Regions from separate parts of the Mus musculus genome. Here region 2 is linked to region 1. A link is a contact called in public Hi-C data. All regions are on one chromosome and are shown on one strand. The core of a region is the stretch at or near the end of the contact, and the rest is flanking DNA. Distances in the headings are between cores, read along the strand shown.

Region 1 (3,350 bases), core at 139-2,638:
GAGTAATAACTGATAACAGTTGACCTATTTTAGAGGCCAGTTCAGTAAGAATATGTTAATAATTCTGCTCACTGCAGAAAAGTATTGATTATTTTGAAGAATAATTTAAATTGAATTAGAATTCACATGAAATATAATGGTTAATCTTTTTCTCAAGTTCCATTAACTTATGGTTTTATATATTTCACTCTTTCAATTGTATGCTATATTCCTCAGATATAATTTTAAGATTCAGAAATGTTTTATGTATTGACATATGTAGACATATACAAGTCCTTCTCTGGCTATTTTGGAATGTAAAATACATTATTATTAATCATAATCTGCTTCCAGTATAATAGAAGACATATAATGATTTTACCACTTTATACTTGTTTAAAATTATATAGACATGTAAATGTGTTTAGATGCTATATATGTATGTATGTATGTGCATATACACTATGCTACATATATTATACATGTGCATAACTATGTATTTATATTATATATGTATATATAATTTTTTAACAAATTAGAAATAGAATATCACTTCATTTTTTAAACTAGTATTAAAACTCAAGTACACAACTCTCTGCCGGCATCATAGACAGAAATACTATACATAGTACAAAGTTTAACAAATTTAAGTATACATTTTAACCTTTTTTTAACAAATGTATTGTCTTGTGATCACCATAAAATTCAGGCTGTAAGTCACCTCTGCCAATCCAGTCTCTTTGTACCCATCATAATCAGTTTCTTACATCCTGCATCATTAGTTTTGTCCTGTTCTTGGGTATTGTTTGCTGCATATTCTAAGCTGTTGTCTTTATACACCAAAACTGTATGGTCCTCAACATAAAGGAATGAATTGTCCAAGAGAAGATAGGGTTTGAAAATTAAACAGAATGACTCCGCAAGCATATAGACGCAGTACATATTAGGCTTTGCATCAGCAGGCTGGAAAGAAATGAGGATGGACAGTACTGTGTAGGTGAGTTTCTCTGAAGTCTCTCTTGTTTCTTTCAGTGTACACACCCTAGTTGTGATCATTAAGGTGAATGGTGTAGATGTGACCAAACAGTGCAAAGACACTGTGTCCTATGTTTTATGCTACACCCCTCAGACACACTGAGAATTATCTCATGCTTACATCTATCTTGGCGTTTCTTTCTAATCTTCCTATTTCATTCATAATTCCACTATGTAGTAAGGCTGTTTGCACGTTAGGCAAAACAGCTTTGGCCATCCAGACTGGGCTGCAGTGGCATGTTACTGACCCGCCCAGATGCCTGGGCATCGCTTAGAAGTGGGTGTGGGAGGGATTGAGCAGGACAGCATGGTTATATGCATTTGCATAATCACCATGACTTCAATACTCAGCAGCAACCCTCACACCGTAGTTATTCCATAAAGATCTGTTGGATAAGTGCAGTACTGACTCATCTGTAAACTGGATCTGAGGCGCAATGTGCACTGCTTAGGTAACAATATGTCGAACACCAGCAAGGTGGCCGACACACAGTAGGTGAACACAGCTACGACATTTATTGCCACAATCACTAGAGTAGTTTGCAAATTAGAAGTCTAAATTAATTATCCAGATGATCCAAAATGGCACTTTTTCACTTGTCTCATTCTCTGTTTTTCTTGGACTCAGGGAACTGAGTTAATTGAATGGCTGCATATATAATACTCCACAGCCGCACTTCCTACTTCTCAATTACTGAGTGATTGACAAACATATCCTTTAAAGCCTTTTTTTTCCAGTTTCACAGATTTTAATGAAATCTCTAAGTCAGCTTGTTCTTCTGCCTGTAGCCATCTCCATAGATTTTTGTAAAACCAAATTTCTTGATGAATCACAAGGAGGAAAGAGGAGAGGAGGGAAGCATGAAAGGAGGAAGGAGGAAAGAGGAGAGGAGGGAAGCATGAAAGGAGGAAGGAGGAAAGAGGAGAGGAGGGAAGCATGAAAGGAGGAAGGAGGGAAGAGGAGAGGAGGGAAGCATGAAAGGAGGAAGGAGGGAAGAGGAAGCATGAAAGGAGGAAGGAGGGAAGAGGAAGCATGAAAGGAGGAAGGAGGGAAGAGGAAGCATGAAAGGAGGAAGGAGGGAAGAGGAAGCATGAAAGGAGGAAGGAGGGAAGAGGAGAGGAGGGAAGCATGAAAGGAGGAAGGAGGGAAGAGGAGAGGAGGGAAGCATGAAAGGAGGAAGGAGGGAAGAGGAAGCATGAAAGGAGGAAGGAGGGAAGAGGAAGTATGAAAGGAGGAAGGAGGGAAGAGGAAGCATGAAAGGAGGAAGGAGGGAAGAGGAAGCATGAAAGGAGGAAGGAGGGAAGAGGAAGCATGAAAGGAGGAAGGAGGGAAGAGGAAGCATGAAAGGAGGAAGGAGGGAAGAGGAAGCATGAAAGGAGGAAGGAGGGAAGAGGAAGCATGAAAGGAGGAAAGAAGAGAGGAAGGATGAAGGAAGACATAGAGGGAGAAGGAGCAGGGGCTGACTCTATAATTCCATTCTATCTTTGCATGGGGAATTCATAACCATGTGGGCTGACTACTTTGAAGACAGATCATTAGAGATGCTCTACTTCTACCCTTTAGCTGCTCGGATAGGAAATTAGTGGACTCAAGCAAGACTGTGCTCCTCTCTCCATCACAATATGACCTGCTCTTATTAACTGTTTCCCCAATCAAAGTCTTCTTTGCCATCTGCATTTGGAATGAAGTTTACATTCTCTAGCTCCTACTTAGCTTGAACTTTCTTACAATGTAATTTCTGCCATTCATACCAGTGTCATTTTTGTAGTACTTGGATGTTATTTGTACATCTATTTCAAGAGAAAGAAAAAAACTGTATTGGTATGAAACATATCCTCACAAGCATTCAAATATGAGTCAGAGAAAAATTAAAAAATAAGGAGAAGGGAGATGAACATTAAACACTATTTCTTTCATTTCTATTCCCTGTCATCTTTCAGAAAATTTTTCTATATGACAAGCTGATCTCCCCTTTCTATTTAAACTTTGACTAAATTATTGGTTACTTAACTATTATGCCACAGTGGCCTAGATACTGCTGCTTCCCCAGGTTGTACTGCGTTCTCTCAGGTAAGCTCTATGAAGTATTCCTTGGATCTTGCCCTGGGTTACTATCTCAGAAAGATGACATAGTCGGCATTGCACCAATAACCACAAATAACAAGTTTCATTAGGAAAAATTATATTATGGTGAAAGGAGACCCTGGACTTTAAAGGTGAGAACTGAAAAATATAGTAGCTACGCTGACATAGCAAAAGGAATTAGAATGAAATTGCTAATTTGGGATTCAGAGAAAGACACATTTCAATGGACCACAATTTGCATTTTTTGATA
Region 2 (3,424 bases), core at 633-3,132, 720 kb before region 1:
CCAAAAGAGCTTAACATGTGTATGCCATAAAGAGCGTTTAGTTAATAACACCTTCATTAAATAGCACCTCAATTAAACCTTTGTCAGCAAAGGTTCTTTTACCTTCATATTCACATAACCTAACAGGGCTGAGCTTTAAGGATCTATTAGTGGTTCTGTTTTTTCTGGGCTTTACAGTTTGAGCCTAAACATTAATTCTGGGTGGAACTTGGCATCTTGTCTCTTTGCCTCAGAGGGAATTTTTGTTGTACAGTAAAAAGTGGTATTTCTTTCACGCAACCACCTTCTCTGAGTTTCCCCCCTTTTCTCCTGAGCAAAAAGCAATTAAGTAGTCAAGGTTTTAAGAGTGTATCTTTAATTTTAAAAACAGAATGATTATTTTAGGTGAATTAAGCAATTTTTCCATTAGTTCACATTGTAAAAAAGAATAGAAAAGGGACGCGGAGTCAATAACGCAAAGAAAGTATTTTCCTTCTCTTCTTCTCAACACGAAACCCATGAATTAGTGGCTACTGTTTTAGATGCTGAGAGTTAAGACATTTTGTTTTATTTGTGTTACCTGCTATTTTAACACTGACTGAAAGAAAGGAAAATCGATTCTCTGTCTGAAACAACTGGGCTTCCCAACCTTATCTTGGAAAACATACTTCCACTCAGTTGTTCTGCGATGGTCTTTTCTGTCGCTTGTTGATACTGTGTTAGGATTGGGTTGTTACAGGCATCTGATCACATAGAAATGGAAAGGGAAGGATGTAGGTTATCTTGGTAGGAAAACTAGCAAGTTCCCAGAGTGTCAGTGGCTGTGTGGTCCATGGCAGAGCAGTCCCTCTGGAGACAGAGGTGGGCTGAGTCGGCTGTGTTGGACAGCTGGCCTCCTCAGGTCAAAAGGCATCTTCAGACAAGGTTCTGTCTTTTGGATCTGGCGGTATTGGTATCAGGAGCCCTTTGTTGAGGGAGCCTGAGGAGAACAGGTTGTCCTCGAGATGGGAGTTATTCCATGTTGAAGACCAGGTGAAGTCACTTTTCAAAAGTAAATAAGGTGATTCTGATTTTTTTCCTGCCCCTCTCAAATGAATGTCTAGGTAATTTTCAGCACAACTAACTCCGTTTATGAGCTCATTCATCCAGCAAGTTTGTGCCTTAAGCACATTTTTATGGTTAACTTATACCTCCCACCCCAAATGGGAGCTTACTATTGAAAGTCTGCCAGTGATCATTAGTTCCCAAGAGATTTGGGAGAGAAGAAGAATGACGGGGTCTCACCTAGAGTGAGACCGTTTGTGTTGACATTTTGCCACCATGGGAAGCCAGAGTCAACCTGAATGTTCAGGGTGACTGTGAACTGTCTGATAGAGATGTATGGGATTCCAATTAGAACAGGGTCAGGATACCAATGCCCCTCTCTTCATGCTGTTCCCGTGCTTAGTGGAAAACAAGCTGCAAAGTAAATCCCTTGGCCCTCCAATAAAAAGATTTATAGCAAAATAATTCTCAGCCCCATAATGGGCCCGTTGTAGGTTTGTGTTTGATATTTGTAAGACTGAAATACAGTCCATGTTCCCAAACTAAGCATTTATTGTAAACAAGTTAACTGCCAAGAGCTTCTATTCTGTCAAACATAATTATATTGAAGATTGATGTATAGCTTGAAAGCAAGGTTGAGAGAGACAATTCCTTTCCATGAAGGGAGGCCTCTGAGACTATGCTCTCTGGTTCTCTGATAGCACCACTTAGGAAAGCCCCCTTCCTCACAGGCAGCCTTATGTAGAATAAACACAGGCTTGGGCTTGAAAATAGACCTGTCTGTCTGTCCTTCTCTTAACCAGAGAGAGGAGCTAGCACTCACAGGAGCTGGTATGAGCAATTCTCGCTCATCATCCAGGTTTGGCAGCCGCGCGGTCCAGAGACAGACTGCGTGCTCTTCCCCAGGCTCTGCTTCAGTGTGCCCACAAGCCTGCACCGATGCTTATAAGCCAACCCCACAGGAAATCCTTCTTTCCTTAATCCTGGCCTTGCCTGTTGGCTATTTTGTGTTATTCTTGTGAGATTAGAATTCTTTGGAAACCATAGCCTCAAGGTGTGGCTTGCTAAAATACTTCAGCGTGAGGTTTAGGGTTGACTTCAGAAAAGAAAGAATTTATAAATCTAGTAGTCTAGGGGAAGTGAAATCTTTTTGAGGTGTACATATCTGGAATTATCCCCAGTTTAACATTCTTTGCTTGGAGGGAAATAGAATTTCATTATTTTGTTTAGGGCAAGGACATCTTACTTTTTAATCCAGGAAACATATCATCTTAGACTTTAGATATATTTCGGTTAAAACAAAAGAAATCACATTCCTCTTTTGATTGAGTGGCAGCCTTTGATTGACCATAGTAAGGGTGAAAATAGTATTTTCTAGCTGGATGTGGTAGCTTATGCTGTAATCCTAGAACTTGGAAGGCAGAGGCAGGAAGATTACTTAAGGTTTTTCTTTTTCAGGGAGGAGCACTGGGGGACTAGCCTGGTCTACCTAGTAAATACCAGGGCATCCAGGGTTAGAGGGTGAGAAACATATCTCAGAAAAACAAAGCAACAAGATTTTCAGTGGGTTTCATAGGTGGTGACTTTCACACAGTTGCCTAGTTTTAAAAATAATCAAATTTAATGTTTCCTTTTAGAAATATGTAGAGTATAAAGAGAATGTCTTAGAATCACAGAGAGAAATAATAGTATTCTATTTTTATTAAGTAATTGCTATAAATTACACTGGTGTGTATATAGTTAAAAGATTGTGTCAGGGAAGTATTTTATCAGACCCTGTTTCCCTGGTCTGTGTTTATTAACTTCGTCTCAGTCACAGTAATAATGACCTCCATATTGTAAGCCAGAGATCTCATTGTCCCTGGAGGGAGCTATCAGATGCCCACTATGATGCTGAGTTTTTGTAGTCTCTGGTCTCCCTCTTTCCCCCCTTTCCACCCTCCCCATGTCAGAGCTCTCTGGGACTTGCTCCCTTTCCCTGTCCACAGGCATTTGATGGATATGAGAGTGAGGGTTTGGGAACAGGGATGCTGGTTGCCTATCCACTGAGATGCAGCTGTGTGGAATCTGCACCCGTTCATTCAGTGATCACTTCTTTACATTTCTGTTAGATATCCATAAATGTTTTACTGTTTAAACCCTAAACATAGTATTTTCTTTTATGAGGGAGAAACCTTTTTTTTTTTTTAATATAAAAACTTTACTTTTCGGTTTTCATTCGATAAAAATCTTTCCACTCTCACATGATTTCCTTTGAGGCTTTGCACCAGTGTTTGATCTCAATTTTTAATAATTTTTTTTGAGTTAAACTCCCCAAAGGAAACATGCTTGTGCTATGAAATATTCCCACTAGAAATACAGGTAGTCCTACCTTATTGAGCACTTGATTCCTGTATTAATT

What was found. Hi-C and Micro-C count contacts between places; a contact is called where the count stands out from the background.
Region 2: a Hi-C map of cortical neurons shows a contact between it and region 1, with 3 times the contacts expected there. The contact joins two enhancer-like sites. A contact is called at or near these places in 4 of 39 promoter capture datasets (frontonasal cranial neural crest, hippocampal neurons, liver and 1 more), 4 of 484 Hi-C or Micro-C datasets (cerebral cortex, cortical neurons and forebrain) and 2 of 115 datasets of contacts at active chromatin or transcription factors (embryonic forebrain and forebrain).

Annotation. Positions count from the first base shown.
Region 1 is chr1:56,240,524-56,243,873 of GRCm38.p6, reverse strand. No RefSeq gene overlaps it. Among named protein-coding and RNA genes, the nearest start is that of 1700003I22Rik, 220 kb to the right of the region's middle. Within about 2 kb of position 1,388, at least 5 of the 459 cell types and tissues checked have an H3K27ac peak or open chromatin away from gene starts, as enhancers often do. A contact at or near this core is called in cortical neurons, where this site is marked.
Region 2 is chr1:56,956,624-56,960,047 of GRCm38.p6, reverse strand. All of the region lies in intron 2 of Satb2 (special AT-rich sequence binding protein 2), which reads left to right. Among named protein-coding and RNA genes, the nearest start is that of Satb2, 13 kb to the left of the region's middle. Within about 2 kb of position 1,882, at least 6 of the 459 cell types and tissues checked have an H3K27ac peak or open chromatin away from gene starts, as enhancers often do. A contact at or near this core is called in cortical neurons, where this site is marked.